Linked DNA regions of Canis lupus: region 2 is linked to region 1. A link is a contact called in public Hi-C data. All regions are on one chromosome and are shown on one strand. Each heading gives the region's core, a stretch centred on a gene start, on an enhancer-like site or on the middle of the called end of the contact. The rest is flanking DNA. Distances are from core to core; before and after follow the strand shown. Region 1 holds the start of TINF2 (TERF1-interacting nuclear factor 2). Region 2 holds the start of CBLN3 (cerebellin-3).

The links. Hi-C and Micro-C count contacts between places; a contact is called where the count stands out from the background.
Region 2: a contact with region 1 is called in a Hi-C map of blood, with 2.7 times the contacts expected there. The contact joins the promoter of CBLN3 here to the promoter of TINF2 in region 1. A contact is called at or near these places in 2 of 9 Hi-C or Micro-C datasets (amygdala and blood).

The regions. Positions count from the first base shown.
Region 1 is chr8:4,345,540-4,352,976 of UU_Cfam_GSD_1.0, reverse strand. It overlaps TINF2 (TERF1-interacting nuclear factor 2), which reads left to right and starts at 3,863. Exons shown (of 9, transcript XM_038544286.1): 1 at 3,863-4,367; 2 at 4,509-4,613; 3 at 4,736-4,837; 4 at 4,921-5,028; 5 at 5,115-5,211; 6 at 5,350-5,809; 7 at 5,903-5,970; 8 at 6,076-6,167. The coding sequence starts at 4,134. It overlaps GMPR2 (GMP reductase 2), which reads right to left. Exons shown (of 10, transcript XM_038544289.1): 10 at 6,951-7,437. The coding sequence ends at 7,380.
Region 2 is chr8:4,524,900-4,532,336 of UU_Cfam_GSD_1.0, reverse strand. CBLN3 (cerebellin-3) reads left to right here and starts at 3,993. Exons shown (of 3, transcript XM_038544353.1): 1 at 3,993-5,037; 2 at 5,342-5,461; 3 at 5,798-7,281. The coding sequence starts at 4,738. The coding sequence ends at 5,995. It overlaps KHNYN (protein KHNYN), which reads right to left. Exons shown (of 9, transcript XM_038544343.1): 3 at 2,747-2,967; 4 at 791-1,905; 5 at 531-661; 6 at 349-445.

The DNA of each region.
Region 1 (7,437 bases), core at 2,614-5,113:
AATAAATAAATAATCTTAAAAAAAAAAAAAAAGAGAGATGTTTGCTTCTTACAATTTAAAGGCAACAGCTCGGGGCACCTGGGTGGCTCAGTGGTTGAGCGTCTGCCTTTGGTTCAGGTCATGATCCCAGGGTCCTGGGATGGAGCCCCCTGTTGGGCTTACAGCTCAGTAAGGAGCCTGCCTCTCCCTCCACCTCTGCCCCTCTCCGTGCTTGTGCTCTCTCTCTCTCCTGCAAATAAATACTTCTTTTCTTTTCTTTTCTTTTCTTTTTTTTTTTCTTTTCTTTTCTCTTCCTTTTTTTTCTTTCTAGATTTACTTATTCATGAGAGACACAGAGAGAGAGAGAGGCAGACACAGATAGAGGGAGAAGCAGGCTCCGTGCAGGAAGCCTGATGTGGAACTCGATCCTAGGACCCCGGGATCACAACCTGAGCCAAAGGCAGATGCTCAATCACTGAGCCACCCAGGTACCCCACAAACAAATAAAGTCTTTAAAAAAAAAAAAAGAAGAGTCAAATGTTCAACCAACTGAGCCACCTGGGCACCCTCCCTTTTTCTTTCTAAATAAACAGAAGATAGTTTTGGTTTTAAGAAATCCACTAGAGTTGCCCTCTTGGTTGCTGCTGCTGGACTGATGAAGCAGTCATTGTCTGAGAGTCTTGGTGACCTGTTTCGGTTCTCCTGGGACACCTGGTATACAAAGTTGATCACTAGGGAGGTGGTATATTCTTTGCATCAGTAGCTCAGGGTTTCCTGAGTGTAAAGAACCAGTATTCTCTTTAATTCCTTCTGCCCCAAGATTTAAAGTTGGGGTCACTAGTGTGGACTCTGGTAGCTTCAACTGAGGCCTGACAGGAGGGAAGGGGACCATCCTAGGCTTGAGGGTCCCTGAACCCCCGCCAAGTGGGTTTGATTTGGCCAAGCCTATGGCTAATGCTAGAAGCTCCTGCAGCCCCTTGGCTCAGGGAGCAAAGGCTGGACCTGGGTGTCGAAGCCTGGCAGCTCATGTACCAACCTTTGTGGTTGATTTTCTAAGAGGACATGAAGTGGGTGGAAGAAGTATAGCAGGCCCTGTGGACCGCAGAGCTCTCCCCCAAATAAGCATGGAAGCTGGAAGGCTGGCCCTTTTGGATGCAGTGCTTGGCAAATTCTGAAAGAAATAAAAACACCAAAGATTTTTATTTTCCCTATGATAAGCCAGGTGGAGCTAATTACAAATATAAAGGCAAAAATGCATGAGATGTGACTTACAAATGTTTCCTAGATTTATGGATCATAGTGGTTGCACTTTCTTTTAAATAAAGTTTTTTTAAATTTTTTATTTTACATTTTTTTTTAAATGTTTATTTATTTATGATAGTCACAGAGAGAGAAAGAGAGAGAGGCAGAGACACAGGCAGAGGGAGAAGCAGGCCCCATGCACCGGAAGCCCGATGTGGGATTCGATCCCGGGTCTCCAGGATCGCGCCCTGGGCCAAAGGCAGGCGCCAAACCGCTGCGCCACCCAGGGATCCCTTTATTTTACATTTTAAAAATAATGGCTACCTTCAGCTGTTCTAAGGTCCACCCTGGAAAGGGTGTATTTGTCCACAGTTGGACCAAAATTTTACAGGAGAGACTGACTGGCAGGATCCAGCCATGGCAGTGGCTAATGGACCTATCCCTTTGCCCGTTTAACAAATATTCAGTGATGTGTGCCAAGCAATGGACTAAGTGCTAAAGCACAGGACAATGCTAGTTCTTGCCCTATGGAAGCCTGCAGTCTACGAAAGAAACAGAATAACTACATGAAATAAAGTAGGGTAAATAGCTCTGAAGTTTACAGTAGAGGCATGTGACCTGGCCTGGTGGTGGTGGTTAGGAAAGCTTTCCCTAAATAGGTGACCTTGGAGGAGGATATCTAGGTAGAGGAAAGGGAAGAGATCACTGCAGACAGAAGGAATAGCCTGTGCAAAGATCCTGTGGTGGGAGGAAGTCTGGAAGAGTAAACAAGACTGAAAGATGATGTGGCTAAGGCAGAGAGAGCAAAGGGCAGAGTGTAGGAGCTGGAGTTGAGGGGCACAGGCCACACCTTGTGGGGCCTCATAGGCCAGATTAAGGATCTCTGTCTGCCTTAGAGCAGTGGGAAGCCTTTGAAAGCTTTGAGGAATTGGAGGTGACAGGACCAGTTTGTGTTTTGGATAGATTGCTGGGCTTGTAGTATCAAGAATAGATCAGAGCTGGGTTGGTGTGGATGCAGAGACCCAGACTGGAAGGCAATCATAGTCATTTATGCTCAAGATGGTAGTTGGGGCCAGAGCGGTAGTGCTGGGGACAGAAGTAGAAAGCTTGGTGGAACATCTAGGAGACAAAGTTCACAGAACTTTGGGAAGGACAGGATGTGGCAGGGTGGAGGGCGGAGAGGAGCAGTAGTAGGAGAAGCCCCAGGTTTCAGGTTTGTAGAGCAGCACTGATTGGGTGCCATCCGGGGATGGAGGGACAGGGGTCCCTCCCCAGAGAGAGGAAACTGCAGGGGAAGGTGATGCTCAGAGACACACAGTCAATTTTCCTTTGGGTGACTTGGAGGATTCGTTTTGGTCTGACTGAAACTGTTCCCTTAGCTCAGGGTTCTTCCAGCATAGTCCCTAGACCACTTACATTCAAATCAACTGAGATGTCAATAATTCAGGTTTCTGGGTGCCTCACAAACCAGAATCCCTGGAACAGAGGCCAAGAAGTCTGTTTTAACAAGCTCCCAAAGGGTCGGCTCCTATGCATGTAAGAATTGAGGACAACCACCTTCTATTTTTCTTCTTAGCTGGACTTTTCCCATGTTCTCCCTCCCAAGACCCTTCTTGCGCCCGCAGCAGCCATGAGATTACCTGGCCAAAGTTCTAAGCTCTGACTGACCACTTGTCTTTTTGAACCTATGAATGTAACAAGGCTTCAAGACAAGGGGCTCCTAAGACAGGAGAAAGAAGGCTGAAAAAGGAGCTGGTTGTGTTAGCTGTAAATACACAAACAAGATGCTGCATGTACAAAAAGGAACCAGCTCTCCCCTGGGGTTTCCCACTCAGTGGGGGTGACAGACATGTAAAGACTGAAAATACAGGGACACCTGGGTGGCTCAGCGGTTGAGCACCTGCCTTCCGCCCAGGGCGTGATCCTGGGGTCCGGGGATCAAGTCCTGCATCGGGCTCCTTGCATGGAGCTTGCTTCTCCCTCTGCCTGTGTCTCTGCTTCTCTCACTTTATTTATTCCTCTCTCTCTCTCTCTCTCTCTATCATAAATAGATAATAAATAAATAAATAAATAAATAAATAAATAAATAAATAAATCAAACACCAAGTTAACCACCTTCTTTATTTTCTCAAACTCCGTACCTCATTTTTTCTTTAAGATTGTATTTATTCATTCATGAGACACACTGAACTAGAGGCAGAGACGCAGGCAGAGGGAGGAGAAGCAGGCTCCATGCCGGGAGCCCGATGCGGGGCTCGATCCCGGGTCTCCGGGATCACGCCCTGGGCCGAAGGCGGCGCTCAACCGCTGAGCACCCAGGGGTCCCAAGTACCTCATTTTTGAAAGGCGGGCGCCCTCTCCTGTTTCGCGAAAGGAACAGTTGCTTTCTTACGGGAAGCCGACGCCGCTCGGAGGCTCCGTCCAAGGAACGGAACCGCAGTGGCTCAGACGACGGGGCAGGGGCACGGCAGGGCCTTCGCTTCCCAGACCAGCAAGTGGGGCGGTACCGGGGCCGGGCCTCGCGGGCTCGGCGGGCGGGGCGGGGCGGGGCGGGGCGGGGCGGGGGCGGCGCCCGCTGCGGAGGCGTCGCCTTATGACGCCACGCCGCGTCCCCCCGCCGGTGGCCCATTGGCTCTCCGTTGCCGCCCTTTTCCGGGGCAGGGAAACTGCGGCAGAGCCGGAAGCGGGGTAGCCCTCGGGCGCGAGGGGGCGGCGGCGCGGCCGAGACCCCGGGCCCCGGGCCGGCTGGCTTCTCCTCCCAGCCACCCGCGCGCGCTGAAGGCCTCCAGGACTCGGGCGCCCCATGGGCGGCATCGGATCGCGAGCTTCCCGGCGCGGACCGCCGGAGCCCAGCCACTGAGAGGCACCGGAAGCTTCGCCCGCAGGAGTCGTCGCGAAGCCTCGCGCGGAGGATGGCGGCCAGAGGGACAGCCCCGGGGGCGGAGCCCGCGGCCACGGCCACGCCCCCGGGGGCCGGTCCCGCCGCTCTGCGCCTCGCCGCCGCCGCCTGCTGGCACGTCGTGCGGGGTCGCTGCGTGGAGCACTTCCCGCGGGTGTTACAGTTCCTGCGGTCGCTGCGCGCTGCCGCCCCCGGTTTGGTTCGCTACCGCCACCACGAACGCCTGTGTATGGGCCTAAACGCCAAGGTATCGGACCAGGAGCAGCTGGAAGACAGAAAAGGGCGGGTGCGAGAGGACCTGATGAGGTCCGACCACTTGGGGTTGGGACTGGTTGGAAAAGGGCAGCTGGCCCCAAAGCGCAGATTGTGAAGTTAGTACCCTTCACAGGTAGTGGTGGAGTTGATCCTGCAGGGCCGGCCGTGGGCCCAGGTTCTGAACGTCCTGCACCATCATTTCCCAGAGTCTGGACACGTAGTGCGGGACCCCAAAGCTGTGAGTAACCCCTGGAACAAGCCTTATTCCCCAGTTAACACTGGGTGCCACGATGTTGATTCTCCTTCCGGCCACTGGGTCCTGGTGACCCTAGACTGTCCGCTTTTCATTACGCTCAACAGACAAAGCAGGATCTGAGGAAGATCTCGGAGGCACAGGAGACGTTTTGCCAACAGGTGAAGCAACTAGCAGAGGCCCCAGTGGACTTGGCTTCCAAGCTGCAGGTGAGACTGGCTGGCTGGTTTGGAAGCTATTATGCGGTTAATTTTCCTAATCCTCCTCTGACCTCCTTTTCTCCCCACTGCAGGAACTTGAACAAGAGTATGGGGAACCATTTCTGGCTGCCATGGAAAAGCTGTTTTTTGAATACTTGTGTCAGCTAGAAAAAGCACTGCCTGCACTGCAAACACAGCAGGTTTTCCTGGGGCAAAAAGAAGGGCAGTGCGTGGGATGGTTGTATCAAGGACTGTGGTCTTCATGCCTCTCTCCCTCTGCCCACAGCTTCAGGATGTGCTGAGTTGGATGCAGCCTGGAGTTTCTATCACCTCTTCTTTTGCCTTGAGCCAATATGGTGTGGACATGGGGTGGCCACTTTCAGGTACTAGGGAACTTGAGGGTGGATTGTTTGGCCTGAAACCTTTTGAGATGGGCTCTTGGAAAGGTTACATGGACCTGAGGCATAAGAAACCAGACTGAATTGTGTTTCTGTCCTAAAGAGCTTCGTTTTCTTTTCCAGAGTCCTCCGTTACTGACTCAGTGAGCATGACAGAGCCCACGGAGCAGAGTCCTCCTCAGCAACCAAAACTGGCACTTCACCATCCTTTGCCAAAAGCCAGGCCTGGCCCATACCTTCCTCAGGAACCAGCCTCAAGGAAGCACCCAGTACCTACAGCTGGCTGCCACTTTAATCTGGCCCCTCTGGGCCGGCGAAAAATCCAGTCCCAATGGGCATCCACTAAGGGAGGCCATAAGGAGCGCCCCACAGTCATGCTGTTCCCTTTTAGGAATCTGGGTTCACCATCCCAAGTCATATCTGAGCCGGAGAACAAGGAAAAACATGGGATGCACATGGCAGATCCAACAGGTGCTGTGGGTACGAGAGCAGCTTCCACTGGAAAGTCTAAGAATCTGTCCCCAATCCTGGGGGAAAGGATTCTGAAGAACCCAGCTGACCTGTTGGCTTCAGAGCAAGAAGAGTGAGTGGAACAGTTGCTTCTCCCTACCAGCAGCACATTCTTTGCCTGCTTTCCCCTCACCTCTCCTTTCTTCTTTGCTTGCTCCCCCTGCAGGAATTGTTTGGTCTGCCCAGCGGACCCCCTGAGACTTTCACTGTCCCCTCCTAGGGCCAGGAAACCAGGTAAGTATCCTGAGTCAGGACTGGGTCAGACAGCCTCCTCTCTTGGGGACTCTTGAGGGTCTGTCCCCCTAGAAGGGTGCTTTGACTCTGGTTTCCTTCCTACAGTGTGTCCTCCATCTCTGTGCAGCTCTGTCATTACCATAGGGGACTTGGTTTTGGACTCTGATGAAGAAGAAAATGTCCAGAAGGAAGGAAGGGTGAGTAGGAAGGCACAGAAAGCTGGGGGAAGGGGCTGAGCAGAACCAGAGAAACCCACCAAAATATGGAGGGCTCAGGGACTGAGATGATGATAGTATTTCCCTGCTCCCTTCTCTGCAGGAGTCTCTGGAAGACTTTCAGAAGACAAAGTTTGACACCTTGATTCCCACCTTCTATGAATACCTCCCCGCTTCTGGCCCCAGTGCCATGTCTGTCCCTTCCATGACCACAGGGACAAGTCCAGACACTTAGGATAGGATGAGAATTCCCTCTGCACCCTGCCTGTCTCTTTCCTCAGCTCTATACACAGTTTTAGTGGGAATAAAGTGGAATCCCCAAGCGTGGTACCTGACTGCCTTGCTAAAAACTCTGTAATCCCTGTTAATCTAAATTTGGATTTGTTAAACATGGTCTTGGTGTGAGGAAGGGCAGTGAAGGCTCTTACCAAGTTAGTGTAGGTCATTCCTTAGAATTGGCCTCACCAAGGCTGGAGGAATCCCTTTGCCTTAGCACTTCCCCCTGGAAAATGTTGTTCACGTGTGCCAAGAAGGGTTGATAGAGAAATTTCCCTTTGCTATGCTAGAAAGTGCTGTGTGTCATGATGCCAGGATGTACTTTGTAAACTCTCATGCCGCCAGACTACCCGGGAGTGGTGGCACTAGGATGGAGATACTACATGGAAAATGTGCTTCCTGTCCTTGACTCTACTATGCCAACTCTGCTTCTATTTGCCCTGGAACAGCACTCAGATGCGAGGCTTGTGCAGAAAGATCCAGAATCTCTTTAAAGTCACTGAGGTCTCTTTATTGAGATATTTAAAATGCGTCAACACTTCTGAGCTTTTTAGGTATTCAAAGCTCCTATTTAATGAAGCTCATTACCAAAACATGATTTCAAGAGCCTAACTCTTCCAGATCAAAGCCACATTAAACACCTAGATAGGAACCAGCATCTTTTCCTTTTAATAATCTTCGGGATGCTGGGTCCCCAGTGTGCATTTGACTGTCTTCATTTTCTTAGCTTGGCTGCCTCGCTTCCTCCCCAGTGTGTGCCCTGGGCATTATGTGTGTACAGAGTACAGAATTACTGCAGGAGCCCTCAGCAGTGAGACAACTGGAAATGACTGAGTGATAAATAGCCATAGTAGTTCGGATGGGTGAGGAACCCACTTGGGAGGTGCTAGTGCCTTGAGAGGGCACAGCTGCTCAGGTCTAGCTCTCATCACTGAAGATTGGATTCACCTGCTGGGTGACCCGGATGAAGGTGGTT
Region 2 (7,437 bases), core at 2,744-5,243, 180 kb before region 1:
GGTGCTGCCAGAATGTTGTGGAATTTCTCTTCGTGTTTGGAAATCTGTGTTGTAAGAAGGTACCTGTCAGTTACTTACGTCACCAGCTAACATAAATACAAGACATCACTCAGTTTGATGAATGAAAAATGAATGAATGGGCCAACACAGTTGTCTACCACCTGCCTCATCGCGCCTGCAGGGCAGGTTTACTGGCCCATTCGTACAGGCACACGGAGGAATAACTGGCCATTTTCCCGTTACCCAGGCTTAGACACAGCACAGACAGGAGCTTCTGTCTCTCCCCCAGGCGCCCACCGTGGGAGGGGCCTTGAAACTCAAGACTGGGGCCAGGAGAGAAGCAAGTACCTATCGTCATAGGAGGAGATCCTCTTGCCATCCATGACTCGGGAGGGAGTGAGGGAGAGCAGACTGAGCGAGTACAGCTTTTGCAGGAAGTGGCCCTCTAGAGAAACAGAGGAGCACAACGGGGTTATCCTCAAGCTGAAGCGGGGCCTCTCCCAGGTTACAAAAGACCAGGCCCAACTCACCTCTGACCTTGGCATCCTTACTGAAGCGCCACTGAGGCACAAAGACAGTTATGTCACGGTGACCCCGGTCCCAGAAGTACTGCACAGCAATGGCAATGCCCCGACTGGAGAAGTAGTGCTGGAGGCCATGCCTGCGGTGGGAAGGGGTCAGCACTCTAGGGCCCCAGAGCAGGGGCCTCGCGGCCCATGTCCCCAAGGTCAGCAACACTGCTTGTAGCATTCCCCCTCCCCAGGATCCTCAGGCCCACCGGGGTACTCACACCATGGCCACATTGCTGCCATCGATGACAATGTGACGGAGGTCCGGCTGGCCAGGCACATTGGCGAGGCACAGGGTGAAAGGGTCCTGCAGGGCCTCCTGGAAACGCTGAGTGCCAGTCACCAAGTTGCCCCCTCGAGTGCCTCGTTTCCATGGAGACCCACGACCTCGAGCCACCACCTGCTGCTTGTCTCCCCTGTCTCCTCGGTCCCCACAGTGCCATGGGGGTTCGGGTGCAGGCGGAGGGCTAGGCACCCTTGGGGGTGAGGCTCTCCCATTGTGTAGCCGCTGGAGGAGGGAGGCTCCCCGGGGCTGAGCTGCCCTCTGATAGGGGCCCTGGGCCCCAGAAGGCTCACCCTGGACACAGAACGAACTTCCTCTGTCCTGAGGCATCCCCTCTTGCCCGAGGGCCTTTGCTGTCAGAGGTCCTACCTGCCCTGGCACTCCTCCTTCTGACTGTGATCTGAAAGCCCCTTCTTTCTCCCAGGCCCCTTCCCCAGGCAGCTCCTTCCACCCCAAATCCATCGCCCTGGGAGGACCCTGCTTCCCTCCCTCCTTCTCCATAACATGTCTCTCACCCCTTGACTCTCGCCACCCCATAGGTCCAGGGTCCACGGACTCCCTGTCTTCACTCAAGGGAGCTCTGACTCCCTGGTACTGAGCACCCAGTGGGCCTGGGCTCCCCCTATCCCAGAGGGGTGGTGCATGGGGCCCCTGCCCCCTGGATGCCTCCCGCACCAGGCTCAACAATTCCTCCTGGACAGCCGGGGGCAGCTGTAGCAGGGCCTCTCTGTGGGCATCCCCACAGGGCTGCAGCAGGGCAGAGAAGTCTCTCAGCACGCCAGCACCCTGAGAGGCTCCAGGGGCTCGCCCTGGCCGAAAGTCCCAGCTCAGCCGCTCCACCAGCTCCTCCACTCTGCTCTGAGCCATGACAAAAGCCTCGGTCAGGCCACTGACCATCAGCGAGCCGGGCGGCCCTGGCACCAGGTGAGCTGTTGTGCTCCAGACCAGACAGTCAAGGAAGAAGCCCTGGGCTCCCAGGAAGATGCAGTGCAATTTGGGTGGGTAGTGGACTTCATCCTGCAGCTCCGGGCTGCAAAGACCCTTCAGGAATTCCTAGGGGAGCAATGGAGGAGTGGGGGGAGGGGGGAGAACGAAAGGAAAAAAGGAGATTGCTGGAATTCTACATGGCCCAGTAGCCTCTTTAAGCCCATTGCACCCCCGCCCCCAACCAAGTTCCAGGAAGCCTGGACAGAGCAATGGAGCCCCACAGATCCTGAAAAAGGTAAGGATTAAAAAAGGGATCAAGAATCTACTTTTCATTTTTAGCTGATAGTCTATGGTTCATACTTCCATTTAGAACTTGACTCAATTTGAGATACTATTATAGTTAACTGAATATAATTAACGAGGCTGTCTCTCTAAATATTTATGCGTATATGTATTGTTTATTTCCACCATAATGATTGTCATTGCTAACTTTTGCTGAACTCATGCTTTATCCCATTCACAGTAAGCCTAATGAGGTGGACACTGCAATTATTCACATTTCATAGATAAGGAAATGGGAGACTCCCCCACAGGGCTGGTAGGTGGTGGAGCTGTACTGGAACCTCTGGTGGAAGGAAGCAATGCGGCCTGGCCTCCCATCCCCCAGTGAATTCCTTGGTAGGGCCTGCTTGCCCAACTGGATTATCTCCAATCTCCCAAACAGCACAGCTGATTTGAGTGGAATCACCTGTCTAAGTCTTGGCAGAACCTGGCTCAACACGGCTGAAATGAAACCAAAACTCCAGATAAATACAGATTTGCAAAGTCCCTCAAAGCTCAGAGCCACTGAGGTTGCCAGTAAGACAACCAAGGAGTGGAGAGATCCTCCCCAGCAGCCCCTCCTCTCCTCTGGCTCTGTGTGGGGGAGGGAGTCATTGTTCCCGAAGGGTCAGAGAGGGGTGTTCACCTTGGCTCTGCTGGCGTTCTCCTTGGGGCCCTCCAGCTGCAGCCAGATGTGAGGGTTCTCGGGACAGTCCTTCGGTAGGACACTCATCCCCACGCGGAAGATACGCTCCACGTAGTGTTGCTGCTCCCGCACCTTGTCCTCAGCCTCCGCAGACACGGCAAAGCGATCAGGGGACGGGGAGCCGGCCCCCCAGGTAGGCATGGCTGCCTGGCCACCCAGCCCTGGAAGGAGGGAAGCCAGCTCAGCGCCTCCTCATCCCCTCAAACCAAATTTTGCTCTCCCGGCCTACAGCAGCTATCAACAGGTCGCACCTAGTCACCAATCTAGTAAACAACCTGGGTCCGTCTAGGAAGGGAATGTCAGATTATCCAGAACCGAGTCTTCTCTCCGGAGAGGAAGTCCTGAGCACACAAGGCTGCCTACTAGGGATGGGCATCTGGCCTTTGGAAAAGGCTGACCACAGCCCCAAGCGGGAAGAGTGGGGGGCTCCAGCTCGGTCCGGAGGCCAGAAGTGCACAGATGACAAAACTGTTCCTCTCCTCGGGGTCTCCGCAGTCTCCGGGTCCAGCGCGGCCTCCTACGCACGGATCTGGGGCTTGACTTGGCAAGTCCTCCGGAGCCCCCGGTCTGCCATTTCCAGGGTTCTAGCCCCTCCCACCGCCCCCTCCCTCCGCGGCCCGCAGCCCGTCTCGGTGGCGCTCCGGCCCCGCCCGGGCCCCGGGGCCGGGCCGGGAGCCGCCCACAGCCGCCGCCCCCGGCCGCCCCTCCCCCCGGCCGCTCGGCCCTGGGGCGTCGGGCTCGGCTCCCGGAGCCCCGGCGCGGGGGAGAGCGCGCCTACCCGGCTCGGCCGCCCGCTCGGGCCTCGGTCCCGCCGGCGCCGCCCGGTGCCTGCAGGCCCCGCGGAGAAGGGCGGGACGGGGCAGAATCTGGGCGGGCCCTCTCGGAGTCCTCCCCCAACGGGGACCGGTCTGCACGTCGCGAACAGCTTTTTGAGTCACTTCCTGGCCCGGGGTGGAGTCAGCCAGGCCCCCCCCCACCCCCACCCCCCACCCCCGCCCTGGGCCGGCTCCGGGCCCTAGCGCGCGCCAGCCTCCGGGCTCCGCCCCGGCCCCGCCCCCCGGCCTCGGCCCCGCCCCCGGCCCCGCCCCGCCCCGCCCACTCGCCCGCAGTGCCCGCGGGCTCCACCTCCCAGCCTGCCTGAGCGGCTCGCCTCTGCCTGTCAGTCCGGTTTCTCGTGCGTTCTGAGCCGCTGTTTCTCGGGAGAGAAGAACCGCTCGTTGAGAGCTGGAGGCGAAGAGGGCCTTAAAGGGACTAATCCAGTACCCTCAGATGAAGATGTGGAAGACCAAAGAGAGGAAGAGACTGGCCCACGGTCACAAGATACGGATACCGTTGGCCCAAGCACTTTCCACCCAGACAGTTGTAGGGAAAAGACAAGGGCGCCCACTTTCTTCCAGCCCCAGAAAGGGGCCACGGAGAGGGCTGTTGACTAGTGAGGGATTTTGAAGATAGATAGGAGGAACAAGGAGAAAGAAGGGGCTGTAGGGCTGTCTTGTGCACACGTGCACACTCACACACACACATTCCAATAGGCACATGTACACTGTTAGATGCATAGCAAGTTCTCTCTTGTCCCAGATGCCGCCTTCAGAGCCCTCCAGAAGGGCTGCCCTGGGCTCTGGCTGTAGCCCTCCTGAATGGCTGCTTCATCCCTCCTCTCCCTCCTGGAGCCCAACTGCTGCTGTCACTTCATACCCTGCCAAGGAGGAGGGAACTGCAGTGACAGCAGGAGAGAGAAGCAGGACAGACAGAGTCGTGGGGCACAGAGAGGTATGGAGAGAGATGCTGAGCCCAGGGAACACGGAGCCCCAGAGAGAGAGGGCTGAGGGGCGGAGCTAAGGTAGTGAGAGTCTGAGGGAAGTGGGAACTGAAAGGAACAGCAAGAAGGGGCAGGAGACAAGAGGATTTGTGGGTCACAGAGCCCCTCGGCCATGCTGGGAGCAAAGCGACACTGGTTACCAGGTCTCCTACTCAGCCCCAGGGTGCCCTTGGCACTGATGCTCCTGACCTTAGGGTGTGGATGGGCCCAAGAGGGGGCAGAGCCTGTCCTGCTGGAGGGCGAGTGTCTGGTGGTCTGTGAGCCTGGCCGAGCAGCTGCAGGAGGGCCTGGGGGAGCAGCCCTGGGAGAGGCACCCCCCGGAAGAGTGGCATTTGCTGCAGTCCGCAGCCACCACCATGAGCCAGCAGGAGAGATCAGCAATGGCACCAGTGGAGCCATCTACTTTGACCAGGTAATCCCCTTGCCCTTGCCCTTGTCCAGACAACCTATAAGGACCTGGAATCCACCGCCCAAAACCACTTTGCTCTTAGGGAAAAGTCCCCTTCTGCAACCAGCTGCCCCTCAACCCTACTGCCTGGCTCCTTTCCCTACACTCCCACCCACATCCCACCTTGTCCTTTCTCACCATTTCGTTTGAATCTGTGCATTCCTCCCTGTTCTTATCTCCTTGCCACCCTTTCTTTTCCTTACTCACTGCCCCACTCCACAACCTAGTGGTTTCCTGAACCCTACTCAGCAAAGTCTACTTCCCACAGGTCCTGGTAAACGAGGGTGGTGGCTTTGACCGCGCCTCAGGCTCCTTCGTGGCCCCTGTCCGTGGTGTCTATAGCTTCCGGTTCCATGTGGTGAAGGTGTACAACCGCCAAACTGTCCAGGTGACCTGTGTGCTGGGGCCCTGTCGTGGGTCAGGAGGGGAGGAGAGGGAGGGGGAATAAGTGGAGTCCAGCTGACTCATAGGTAGACCCTCCATTGATGGGGTGGGGAGGAAGCGGGTAGGAACAAGGGAGGAAAGGGCCAGCCTAGCAGCGAGGGTGGAGGAAGTAGAGTCCAACAGTGACCACCTCTCAGCCCTCCTACCAGATTGTACTGAGCCCTTGGGAACTGTGAAAAGTTCCTGAGAAAAGAAGAACTGAGAAAAGAAGAAGACCTTGGGAAAGTGGGGTCTTGGGAAGAGGGCTGCGGAGAAGAGCTAACTGGACTCACCTCCCCAGGTGAGCCTGATGCTGAACACATGGCCTGTCATCTCAGCCTTTGCCAACGACCCTGATGTGACTCGAGAGGCAGCCACCAGCTCCGTGTTACTGCCCCTGGACCCCGGGGACCGGGTGTCCCTGCGCCTGCGTCGGGGGAACCTACTGGGTGGCTGGAAATATTCGAGTTTCTCTGGCTTCCTCATTTTCCCACTCTAAAGGTTCAAGCCTTTCAAGGACCAGAATCTAACCCCTGACCTCTGACTTCTGTCCTCTCCTGCCCCTAAAGCAGCATCTTTGGGGAAGAAGAGAGGTTCCCTCTGGCTGCCTATATTCAACCTTCTTGCATGGGACCCTGTGCCTAACACCCAAGGTGAAGACTAGAGCTGTGGTGTCTGGGGACCTGGCCCCTCTTACCTCCCCTCCCACCCCCAGGCTCCCACTGCATCTCTTTGTGCCTGCAGGGTTTGGCAGGTAGGGAGGCCTGTGCTACTTTGCAGACTCTGCTCTTCCTGTTCCTCCACCCCCAGCTTTCTGCTCAGTGCTATTTGGGGACAGGTGGCACAGGTGAGCCTGACAGGCCCCCACAGGGGCCCAGATGGACCAGCCTCAGTGTAGCCTGCAGGCTCCTTCCTATGAGGTGTGCCAAGCATCACAGATCTTGGCCAGCACAATCAGAAGCTGAGCCAGCACCATTGGGCTAAGGCAGCAGAAGAGTTGGGAGGGCCACAGAGTGGCCCAGAGCCTGTGGCCAGTGGGGCAGGAAGAGCTTGTGCCCAGCCTGAACACAGTATACGTGTTTCATTGACATTGGGGCAGCCAGCAGGCAGTGAAGCCAGGTATCTATCTGTTCTAGGTTCCAGATGGACTCTGGCCCTCCCCTCCCCATCCACGACATGGGGTGTGTATGTTTGCTCTAGCCAAGAGTGGGTGTACTGAGCTTCTTTAGACAGCTGGGGGTAGGGGTAGAAAGTCATACATGAGCAAGTATAGATCTCCAGGCATGGAACATGTCAGTGACAAGGCCACCACCCAGAACTGCTCCACCTTTGTGATCTGAATTTAAGCCACTCCATACTCTGACAGCCACCTCCGTCCTCCCAGCTCTCTCAGCTACCTTCACTGTACCTGCTCCAGACTATCCCTCAGACTCTCTTCTTTCTCCTGATTTGTGCTGCCTTGTCCTCCTTCTTAAACTTCCCACCATCTTGGATGTGACTCATCCCTTCAAATGCTCTCCTGCCAGTATTATAAAATTTCTCTGTCTTACCATGCTGTCCCGTTCTCCCAGTATGGATGAACCTATCAGTAAAGCAACTAGAGAATGATGGTCAATGGGAAACTGCAGGATCACTGAAGAGACAAGATGCCATTACAATTTGGATCAGGGGTTACAGGATACAAGCAGGTATGTTGTTGAGAAGATAAATGTAAACTTGCATATTCAAGTCAAATAAAAAAGGAAATTAGTAATGCTTGCATTAAATAGGAAATACCAATGTGAATTTGTGGTTTTCAAAAGAAATAATTCTCTCAAATGTCGCTAAAGCAGCCTGGAAACAACATACATCAGGAAAAATCTGATATGCATTCTTAGCACCTAGATTTTAGCACCTCAAATATTATTCACCCTTAAAATAACTCAGGGGGCAGAGCTCCTG